Linked DNA regions of Mus musculus: region 1 is linked to region 2. A link is a contact called in public HiCAR-type data. All regions are on one chromosome and are shown on one strand. The core of a region is the stretch at or near the end of the contact, and the rest is flanking DNA. Distances in the headings are between cores, read along the strand shown. Region 1 overlaps Anks6 (ankyrin repeat and sterile alpha motif domain containing 6). Region 2 overlaps Gabbr2 (gamma-aminobutyric acid (GABA) B receptor, 2).

Evidence for each region. HiCAR-type assays count read pairs that join an accessible place to other places.
Region 1: a HiCAR-type map of astrocytes shows a contact between it and region 2, with 2.4 times the contacts expected there. The contact joins two enhancer-like sites. A contact is called at or near these places in 1 of 15 datasets of contacts at CTCF or cohesin (large pre-B cells), 14 of 484 Hi-C or Micro-C datasets (the CH12 cell line, ECoMG myeloid progenitors, the G1E-ER4 cell line and 7 more), 3 of 115 datasets of contacts at active chromatin or transcription factors (T-cell acute lymphoblastic leukemia, astrocytes and embryonic stem cells) and 4 of 9 other capture datasets (adipose tissue, embryonic stem cells, liver and 1 more).

Annotation. Positions count from the first base shown.
Region 1 is chr4:47,033,365-47,039,081 of GRCm38.p6, reverse strand. It overlaps Anks6 (ankyrin repeat and sterile alpha motif domain containing 6), which reads left to right. Exons shown (of 16, transcript NM_001356426.1): 8 at 119-168; 9 at 3,163-3,366. Among named protein-coding and RNA genes, the nearest start is that of Anks6, 21 kb to the left of the region's middle. Within about 2 kb of position 2,406, at least 39 of the 459 cell types and tissues checked have an H3K27ac peak or open chromatin away from gene starts, as enhancers often do. A contact at or near this core is called in astrocytes, where this site is marked.
Region 2 is chr4:46,852,839-46,858,440 of GRCm38.p6, reverse strand. The region is part of intron 2 of Gabbr2 (gamma-aminobutyric acid (GABA) B receptor, 2); the gene reads left to right. Gm32208 (a long non-coding RNA gene) reads right to left here. Exons shown (of 4, transcript XR_390546.4): 1 at 1-5,602. Among named protein-coding and RNA genes, the nearest start is that of Gm32208, 5.9 kb to the right of the region's middle. Within about 2 kb of position 3,335, at least 47 of the 459 cell types and tissues checked have an H3K27ac peak or open chromatin away from gene starts, as enhancers often do. A contact at or near this core is called in astrocytes, where this site is marked.

The sequences.
Region 1 (5,717 bases), core at 1,157-3,656, 180 kb before region 2:
TTATTAAATATTTACGTCCCCAGGAGAGCTGAATTTCCAGGATGTGGGGGCCCCGGCACCACTCTGCAGGCGGTGGTCACAGGGAGGCCATTTCAGGAAGCTTTTGTTTGTTCTGCAGGTCCTGGGAACCCAAGAAGAGAGAAGGGAGATGTGTTACTGACAACCATGGTGAGTGGGTGCCTAAAAGCATGAGAGGCAAGAGAGGCTGTGCCCGGCCCGTGGACCCTCAGCAGAACAGAGGTTTCTGTACTGGTTACTAATGCCCAGTCTGTCACACTCAACATGACTGCCGGTCCGTGGCAGCTTGATTCTGAGGAGGAAGGGTGTGAGTGTTTGCCTCCATGGTAGCCACAGGTAGAGGGATGGTCAGATGGGTACCATCCAGTGGAGCACTGGCTTCCATGGATCAGAGCAGATGCCAGCCTTGAACTGCGAATGAAGCCTTGTGAAGACTTGGGGTCTCACACAACCCAAGGTGGCCCCACAGTTGCTGTGTAGCCAAGGGTAACTTAACATCTAGTCCTCCTGCTTCTGTCAACCAAGTGCTGGGATGAAGGGGATCCATCATGCCAAGTCATACAGTATCTGGGCCTCATGTGTGCACCATGCTAGGGAAACACCATTCCAGTGTTTCCCAGGTCCCCAGACCTTAGCGGCTACATCCAAGTCCTGGCCATGTGGTAGGGACCAGATGGGAGAAATTGACAGGCAACCAGCATTAGCAGGAAGACTCACCATTCTGGTTAAGTGGGGGAGCTGAGGAAGGGGTGTTTCTAGTCTAGAAGGGCCTCAGTTTCCTGACCTGTAAGCTTAGAATTAGGGTAAGCTAAGAGTATTAGAAGCCCCTGAGGTCATAGTGACACAAATGAGACAGCAGCTTACTCCACAGCGTTGGGGACCTCAGTTCGTCTATTCTCAGGTTTCTATTGATCAAGATTACCTCATAGTCCAAGAGGGCTTCCATAGCTCTGGCCGTTACGTCCTGTGTTAGACTTTCCAATGCTTAGTCAGAGCATTTTGAGTAAAACTTAAAAGGAAGGTTTTTGTTTTTTGTTTTTTTTTTTCATTTTGGTTTTTGTGTTTTTTTCATTTTGGTTGTTTTTAGCATATGTTCTAGAAGTTCCCGTCTATGATCTCTTGGTTCTGTGGCTGAGGCTCTGGGGTGACACTGAATGTCACGTGAAGGAAAACCATTCAGTTTGTGTAGTGAGGAAGAGGGAGGGGATCCCCATGTCACTTCTGCTCAGGGCAGAAGGCTTCCAGTCGAGTCACGTGGCCACAGCACACTGTGCAGACTGGCCCCTGAAATCTGTCCAGGTGACCAGGTTCCTATTAAACAACAGGAATGTCATTGCTAAAGAGATGTGGAAGGTAGATCCTGGTAGAAAAGCTGCCTCTAACTAAGGGGTGGTTATCATCCCAGCGGTAGTTTTGAAAGGAGATTGTCTCCCGGGAGGCCTTCAGCCTAGTGCTGTCTGATCTTGACTGTTACCTCACCTCTCTGGGCTTGATGTTCTCTGGTACCAAGACTCTCCTGGTTAGAGCACCTTGGCACTGAGATGCTAATTCTGGCCAGCAGAGGGCAGTATTGTCAAGGACAGGCAAGCCGGAGCAACTTGCCTACCAAGCCTAGGCAGGGTAGTTAGGTACCGAGCTGCCAAGCAAGTGGTCTCTGCCTTTGTCCACACTTTGCCTGTCCGTTGGGTGTAGTTAGGGTCTCCCAAGATGATTAAGATCACACATCCAGAGTGAGTCACGGTGGCATTTTTAGTTTTCATCCTTTGTGGTTTTTTTTCTAAGCATTTTTAGTATCTAGGATTGTGGAATCAGGTTATACTAAGACCAGCAAACACCTCAGCACTTCCTAAGTGTTCAGCTCTGTGCACATTCTCACCCAACCTCCCCAGAGCTGCGCACGACCAGTGGTATTACCATTTCCCCTCAGTGTCTTGGAACTGATTTATTAACAATTTCCCATAATCTTTTCCATGTCATTAAAACCTTGTTTAGCCACATCATGTTTAATAGCCGTGTGACAGGACATTCCATCAGAGTGACTTCACCCAAGACAGACCCCTGGGAGTTAGGGAGGGGCTTCTGTAGCTCTTTGCAATTTTAACAGCTCTGTGAACATCCTTATACTGCAGTCTCCTCGGCTTCCTGACACCCCTCAGGCAAAGAATGTGAAAGTCGTTGCTTCCAGAAGTGCCGTAGAAGTGCCCGTCTGTGGTGGGCTGGCTGCCCTGAGTATCTAGCCCAGCTTTTGTCAGATAGGGGAAGCCTGTCCATTCCAGAGAGGATGATGCCCATTTACAGACTGGCGGAGAAACAGCTTAGCCTGTGAAAAGAAGCCTGGGAGGCTTGCTGCCAGCCTTGGCACTCTTCTGTCCTACTGCTTGTGTGCAGCAGAGGACACCAGTGGGCTCACTCGGTGGCTCATGGTGGATGGATAGCTGCGGGCCCATGGTGCTGTTGGCCCCAGGGTGGATGTTTGCAGCTACTGGTGCAAAGCTGCCCTCCTGCTCGCCTGCCCACCCCCGGGGCAGGGTTAACCGTGGGATGTCTGTCCCTGTGGAGGACCATCTGGCACCATGTTCAGCCTTCCCTTAATTAAAATAAACGTGGACATTGGAATGCTGCTGCAGACATCCAACAGTCAGTGCGGTGTGGATTGTATACTGACCCCAGTGTAGGTTCACAGAGTAAAATTATGTCACAGTTGAAGAAATGTCCACAGTGGAGCCATGGCCAGGGCATGGTGGGCGTGAAGGGAGTGTGGTTGGGCTTGCAGCCCCCAGCTTCTGCCCCTTATGCTTATCCCAGCATGGCACATGCTGGCTTTGTGTCTCTGCACCTCCTGCTGTATCCCTGGCTCTAGGCATGCCTATATTCTGCCCATCCTATGTCTGGAATGTTCTTTGCCCCATCCCCTTTGTATGCTACTTTAGCATCTCTTAGTCTCTGGTTTGCTGTCTCCTGTCCATACCCTCCTCTTGCCACAGTGCCCTGGGTTACTGGAAGGAGAGCCTGCAATGCTGTCTGGGCTCCCGTTGCCAGTGGAGAAGTGTGCAGAGGCTCTGTCATCTATGGTGCAGGGAGCCCGGCTCCTTCCCCAGAGAGGGAGCTTCCAGGGCCCATCTAATCCTGGCTCATCTTTTTCAGCTGCGAAACGGAGCGCCCTTCCCCCGGCTCCCCAGTGACAAGCTAAAGGCCGTCATCCCACCCTTCCTGCCCCCGTCCAGCTTTGAGCTGTGGAGCTCTGACAGGTCCCACACATGTCACAACGGGAAGGCAGACCCCACGAAGACTGCACTACCCCCAAGAGCCAGCAGGGCCCACCCCGTGGGCTGTGTGGGCACAGACGGTGTAAGTCGCCCGGTTGCTGGACCGTGATACTGCTCACAGAGATCTGGGTGTGTGGCTAGCAGAGGGACCTCAGACACTAGGACCCAGGGTCACAGCATGTGGAAGGTTTAAAGTGTTGCAGGGATGGGTGTGGGGGCAGGGACCTCTGGCTTCTCCCTGGGGAGCACGGTGTGAGCATGTACTCAAGCTCTGTCACCTCTCCTTCAGCTGGTGAGGGAAGTGGAACCCAGCGGAAGAAGTGACCTGCGGAATGACGTACTGACAATCATTGGCCTGGTGGGGGAGGGTGAGAAATGGGGTTCTTGGACTCTAATCAACTATATAATGTTGCTCAGGGCTGTGACCAAGAACACACACTAGGGGGCCGCTGTGTGCACTCCTGGTGCTTTTGTGGGAGGACACACCTGTCCCTTTGACCTCAGTAAAATCTCTCATCTGGAGCCATCTGCCGGTTTCTGAGCTGCCCAGCTTAGTCCCTGTCAGCAGGCCAGGTGTCTTTGGGTGTGTAGACGGTCTACAGTGTGCTTGCAGTAAGTGAGTAAGTTGTAGACGAGGTCTCAGAACAGGTCTTGCTGCTTTGGTGGCTGAGTGGCAGCAGACACCTGGATTTCTGCTGTGTTCATGAGGCAAGGCTGTCCCAGGGCTGGGCACTCTCAGGTCCTAGTGAGACAGGGATCCTGGTGCGTTGAGTGAGGTGAGGTAGGACTGTCCGATAGGCAGAGCGTCCCTTGATTTCTTCCCCTGGCTGCCTTTTTTGAAAATGTGACTAACCCCAAGTTCCCGGATGTCAGTGCTCGGGATTCGTTCCCTCAGCAAGCATTCCTGACCCCTTCCTCCATGGAGCCTAGAGCAGCAGGCACGGCGCCTACAAGAGGTATCTGAGCACCCAGAAGACAAATGTGTGTTCCAGGAGCCAGGAGGCCACCAAGAAGGCTTCTGGGGTCACCCATTGGAGGGAGAGCATAGGGGTGAGGCCTCGCGCTCTGCTCACCTCAGACTGGATCCTTCCTTACAGTACTGTGTGTGCTGAGGCAAGTGTGGCTAGGGCTGTGCCCCCGCTGAGGCTCATGGGAGAGACAGGAGATTCTCTCCCAAGGACACAACACTCCTGTGGACTCTTCTTGACATACACTGGCTTGTGGCTGCATCCCTTCAGCCCCTGCCTCTGTGGTCACTCAGCCTCTCTCGTCAGAATTGCCCGTGTCCCAAGGCAGCCTGAGACTATACTCAGGGAGCACATAGGTGACCCAGGCAAGTTTCTTGTTCTGTTCTGCTCTTCCTTCCTTCTTCCTTTCTTCCTTCCTTCTTCCTTCCTTTTCTCCTTCATTCCTTTTTTTTTTTTTTTAAAGATTTTAGTTTTAGTATATTTTTTTTTTTGAGTATTTTACTGCATGTGTGTACAGTGTTTGCAGAGGCCAGAAGAGAACATCAGATCCTTTGGAACTGGAATTGCAGATCATTGTGAGCCACCATGTGGGTGTTAGGAATCAAACCTGGGTCCCCTGAAGGAGCAGCTGATGCTTCTAACCTCTGAGCTGTCTTTCCAGTGCCATGTTTCTGTCCCCTTAAGTTCTTAGCACAGGCGCACCATTGATAAGTATCTCTGAGATGGTGGCACTTGACAGCATTTACGGGTTCTAGAGATGAGGACACTAACCTGTCTTCTGAGGGCCACCATCCCGTCCATTGCAGCCTTTGTTCCTTATGAGTGCTTCCAATATGCTCAGGCTAGGATGAAGGACAGTGCTTAGAGAGGAGAGCAGGTCTCTCAGTAGCCTTCAGGTCACCAAGGATCAACAGAGTCAGTGGTTAGAGTGAGCTTGCATGCACAGTCTGTGGTCAGGCTACATGGATGTCCAGGTTTCTGGGATAGGGGCAGTGGCATGACAGGGAGCCAAGCCTAGGATACCTTGGCAGAGACACATGCTTTGTGACCAGAGGACAGGGCATCACTATAAGGAGTGAGAAGGATGTTGGTGACGGTCCTAAAGGCACAGAGTGACTGCCCAAGAGCCAAGAGAGTCTTGGTACAGTGTGGGGCAGGTCCTCCTGGAGGGAAAATGGCCAGAGCACTGCCACCTGGAGGAACTGAGCTAGACAGGACTCACAGGACATGATTCAGGCTGAGCAGCAAAGATAGCTTGACAGAGGAAGGCTGGACCCCGGGTAGACCTTGTCTTGGATACACTGAAGCTTCCCCTGGTTTTCAGTGAGGGGCTTCCTTAGCACTTCCCGGAGGGCACTCTGACTTATGAGACTGGTGTCAAGCAGCCAGTTGTTGGGACGGTGCTCCACTGCCCAGCCGAGGTAATGGGTTGTTAGCAGATAGGGTTAAGCTCTTTGCCATGGGA
Region 2 (5,602 bases), core at 2,086-4,585:
ACCCACAGGGATAGCTCCCAGTCCAACAGGAAAAAAATTTTAGAGTACTTATAATGTTTGGGAATAGTGCCAGATGCCTTTAATTCCAGCACTCGGGAGGCATGTGGATCTCTGTGAGCTAGAGGCCAGCCTGCTCTCCTGTCTCAATAAACAAACAAACAAACAAACAAATACATATACATAATACATGTATGTGTACAATATATTCTGATTACAATTTCTCCACCTTTAACTCCTCTCCATTCTTTTCTCACCCAAATCCATGCCTTTTCTTTCTCTCTTTTTTCGTTTGAATGCAAGCATACACCACACACACACACACACACACACACACACACACACACACACACACAAACAAACAATTGAGAATAGAATGAAACAAACTAACAAAAGAAAAGGCTCTGTAAGGTTCAATTAAACAAATAAATAAATAAACAAATAAACAAATAAACAAAATAAAATGCCCAGACAAAGCATTCTGAGACAATGACATCATATTGTGTTTGCTATCTACTGTTGGGCACAGTGACTGTCTGTAAGATTAGTCTACATGCAGCCACGCAATGGTGGCATAGACCTTTAATCCCAGACTTGGGAGACAGAGGCAGGTGGATTTCTGAGTTCGAGGCCAGCCTGGTCTACAGAATGAGTTCCAGGACAGCCAGGGCTACACAGAGAAACCCTGTCTCGAATAGTTTCCATTCCTAGTGAGACTCCATTAGAGAAAACTAAGGTTTCCTTTGTGGGCAGTTATCAACTGGAGATAGCTCCTAGGTTAGGGATGGGGCTTGTGTCCAGTTCCCCCTTAGCACTGGGATCACATCGGGCCTAGACCTGTGCAGACCCTGTGCATGCCACCTCCGTGTCTGCAAGTTCAAATGTGCCTTGGTCTTACTGTGTTGGGAAGGCCTTGTTTCCTTTGTGTCTTCCATCTCCTCTGACTTTAAATACTTCTCTTTCCTTTCCACAGGGTCCCCTGAGCCCTGGGGGGAGAGACTTGATGGAGGCATCCCCTCTAGAACAGAGTCTCCAAGGTCTCTCACTCTCGCTACGTTGTATGGCCCTGGGTATTACCTAGTATGAGTCTCTTATAAAGGCCGAATAAGAAATTGATCTAGGAGACTGATAGAGCAGGATGTTGTTAGAAATCATTTTATTGCCGCATTCCTTTAACAGAACAATGATTTTTAGCTTCCCCTAAGGATCCTGGTCTACTTAGTCTCAGGTTCTTGGCCACTCAAGTAATGTCAAGAATGAGTTCCATCTCGTGGAGGGGCCTTGAACCTAGTCAGATGTTGGTTGGTCACACCTACAAGCCGTGTGCCACTGTTATACTAGTGATCTCGCGGGTCACCATTGCAGATGGAAGAGCTCATGGCTGGGTTAATGCTTACCTTGCTCCTCTGTAGACTACAGAGTCCCTTCCAGTATCATGGACACCAGTCAGTAGGGGGAAGGCTTAGGCAGGCACCAGCTCGACTTTCCGTGGTCGTGAGTTTTATAGGCGGTGTCTTCAGCAATAAGGCCTTACCATCAGTTTGTAGAGAGGAAACAGTAACCTTGGAAACAGCCTGGGTGGTTTGGAGGTTTCCATGGGGCCCCTTAAGAATCTTTACAAGCCGGGCAGTGGTGGCGCACACCTTTAATCCCAGCACTTGGGAGGCAGAGGCAAGTGGATTTCTGAGTTCGAGGCCAGCCTGGTCTACAAAGTGAGTTCCAGGACAGCCAGGGCTACACAGAGAAACCCTGTCTCAAAAAATCACCAAAAAAAAGAAAGAATCTTTACAAAAAACAATGGAGAGCTAAGGAGGTAACTCAGTGGTAGAGCAGTTGCCTAACATGTATGAAGCCCTAGGTTCAATTCCTGAAAAAAAAAAATAGGTATAAAATTTTTGTTTCTTAGCATTGAATTGAAACATGCACAAAGCATTGATGCCGTGCCACATTTTCTAAGGAAAATTGCATTCTCTTCTTTAAACTGCCCAGTGAGTCCTCACTGGCCATGCAGAGACCTCCCTGCAAAGGATCCTGGTACGCAAGAGGAAGAACCACATTCTAAGAACAAAACTACTGAGCCCCGGCCCCGCCCCTGGTGGCATGTGACTGTGTCCAGGTCAAGTTAACTCTCTGAGCTTCTGTTTTGCCAACTATAAAACCAAAGGATCCGAGTCAGTTCCACCTAGACTGTGAAATTGGTGAAGATCGAAATGAGGCTGAAGAGAGTGTGGAGAGATGATCCGGTCAGTTAAGAGCTGGGCATACATGGGATAAGGATCTAAGTTCCATCCCCGGGGCCTACATGAAAGCCACGCCAAGCCCATGTCTATGACCCTAGTGTCAGGGGTGGCGGGGGACAGCTGGATCCTTGGGGCTTGCTCACCAGCCAGTCCCACCGAGTCAGTAGCTCCAGGTTCAGTGAGAAGCCTTGTCTCATACAATGAAGAAAATAATCGGGAAACACACTTGAGGCCTCTGGCCTTCCCACAGGACCCATGCATGTGTGCACACACACACAAACACACAACAATCATGAAGAAGGGAATGTATTTGGGAAAGATTTTAGGTCGCCGGACATAGCATGGCAGTCTGTGAGGAGGGACTGTGGGAACTGTGGAGTCCCTCCCCCTGCTCTGCTTGCTGAGTGACCACGGGGAAGCAGTGTGTAACCTCTGTGAACGCAGTCTCCGCATGCAAAGACTTCAGTGGGCACTCGCAGCTGCCTCCCCGGGTTGCTCTGCACTTTCAGTGAGAATGCGCACACACCCAGTCCTTCCTGCGTGCCTTCTCCTTCCTCGTACAATAACACCAAGGAATCAAAGCATCGAATGCAACGCCCAGCCTTACCACTCTCTCATGCAGTCCAGTTCTCAAGCCAGTTTCTCCCAGAGGAAACAAAGACAACAGTGCCTCTTCTGCCTCCCTTTCCAGTTGTTCTGAGTTCCCACAGGGTTGGGTGGAATGTAGGGAGGACCGGCTATGAAGGTGAGACGCATATGTTGAATGGTTGGGTGTTTCTTATTGAGAAAAAGGCAACCCCATTAGCAGGCAGGAGGAATGTGGTTCCCCTGGTGGCTCTAGCCCAGGCCGCTTCCGACTCGGATTTAATACACGTGCGCAGTACCCCAAAGGCCTCTGTGGGAACCTGGCCTCAAGCAGAACGCACCAGCGTGCCAGGCATTCATTCTCCCTCATTAACTCGGGGACACTTTGCAGCCACTCTGTACCACACGAATCTTCACGACATTGAAATTGAAGCACTTAGTTTCCAAACAGCCTTGGCCCGGGGCTCGAGGGCAGCGGCGGCCTGGCACTGCCCCTAGGTGGCCCCCCAGTTCCCAGTGCGCATGCCCGGTGTCTTTGTCTATGTCCTGGCTCCAGCCACAAACACTGTTTTGGCAGAAGCTTCCTGAGAAAGTTGTGTTGCATTCAGCTCGGCTGAAAGGGACCCAGGATGACAAACACCTCCCTCATTTAATTACGGGCACAGCCAGCAAACCCACAGCGAAAGATTAAACCTAGCAGAGAAAAGAGCAAGCCTCCATCATGCCTCCCCTCCCACCTGGCGCAAGTTGCCTCCCAAGCTCTTAGCAACCGTGGCCACCCCTGCTAACCCCAACCCCTAGGGATGATTTACGTCTGCAGAAGAGCTCAGTACAGGTGCCCCAGACCAGGTAAAAAAGGAATTGCATTCAGACCAGAATTTGTCAGTGGCTTGGAATCTAATAAAGATAGTGAGGTTGGACGATGTATTTATCCACAAAGGAGTTAGGTAAAAGGCAACTGTCTAACTAAATCGGGTTTTAAAAAACAAACCACCCTCCCCCTCCAAACCACAAGGTCCTTCATCATTTTCTTTGGCTGCCAGGAACCTTTGGAATCTCTGGTCCAGCTCATCCTTGCAGAGATGAGAAGGGCAGCAGCTTCTCATGTCGATGATTCGCCCTTCTGGCCTCTGGGATGGAGAGCTCCAGTCTTCTGGTTTCTTAAGTGTCCTTGAGATTTTTGTCACTCTCCACTTCTGCCTCCATTCTGGGGGTCTCACTGCTGAAGCAGTGACCAGCTCCTCACGCAGACCCTAAACTCTCGAGAGGCATTCTACTGCAAGACATCTCCCACTGGAGAGAACACTCCTAGCCTCCTTCACGTGCCACTCTGATAGTTAAGTGTATGCACCCCAGAATTTACCAGAACGATCCACACCCTCCGTGGAAACGTCTGTAGCTGAGAGATAAACTCCCTTCTAAGTAACCCAGAGCATGTTATCTCCACCAAGCTCCATCACATCTCTGGGGAGGGGTAAGCCCTAGGTGGTTGCCTACCTCTGCTCAAGGCTCAAGGCTCTACGCCAGGCTGCAGAAAAAGAACCAAAAAAAAAACCATTAGGCCAGCTCCACATCTTGCTTCCTGACCTTGTGTGGTTTATGTCACATGGGCACAGAATCGTCATTTGGAAAATAGCTGCTACTTCTGAAGCAGGGCCGTGCTTTCCGTGAGGAGAGACAGCACATGGGGTCCCGGCGATTCATTTGATGTCTATTTACTTTTTACCTGGATCAACAGAGGATGTTAAGTTCCCATCATGCACTGCTATAAGGATTGTTTTTTTTCTGGGCCATAAAAACCCCGCTTCCCAGAATGCAGTTCCCTCTCTCCATCACTTTTCTAGGTATTTATTCTGTTTGAATTCAGAAGGACATGTGACAATGAAGGGGGAAAGCCATTTAGTTACCCAGTGATGGGCCGCTTGAGGTAGAGAAACCATGTTCCAATTTCCTGATCATGTAAGTGAGGGGGTCTCTAACTCAGAACTCAGGAAACATTTGCTGATCTTCAAGGCAATTGTTACTTTATGAGGCAAGTTTAGGATTTGCTTAATCTAGATGCTCTCTAATGTCCAGAACGGCAACAAACCCTGCCGCCACCAACTCTGATGTGTATGTCTCTCTCTCTCTCTTTCTGTGTGTGTGTGTGTCTGACTGTATGTATTTGTGTATATATATATATATGCCTCTCTGTGTGGGTGTGATTGTGTCTATTTGTTTATGTATATATGTGTGCCTGTGTGTCCTTTTTGTATGTGCCTGTATGTATGCATTTGTGTAGGTGTATGTATGTCTCTCTGTGAGCAATGGCAGATCCCCCTAGAATCCCAGCATCAAGACTTCAGATTACACAGTTGTGTGCCACAGAGTAGCCAGCGTGAAGCCAGAGCAAAGGCAAGGCCTCGGACAGCACCACCATGCTGCTCCTGTCCAGGTCCCACAATACGCTGCAAGTGCGGACACTACAGTGTCCCCGGCTGTCTGTGCCAAGTGATCCCAGCTGATCACCCCGCTGATCCCCAGGATGACAAGTACACAGTGGGCACGGTTAGTACTCTCTGTGCTCATCAGTTGGGAACTGGAGAGTTAGAGGCTCAGACTCTGCCAGGAAACAGGTCAGTGGTCACGAGAGGCTGAGGCAAGGATGATACAGCTGTATTACCAGAAAATAGTAAAAGATAATATGCACAGATCCTGTAATAAGACTATGGGTTAAGTCACTCAGCACATGGGAGGCTGGGGCAAGAGGATCAGGAGTTCAAGGCCAGTGTTATCCTGAT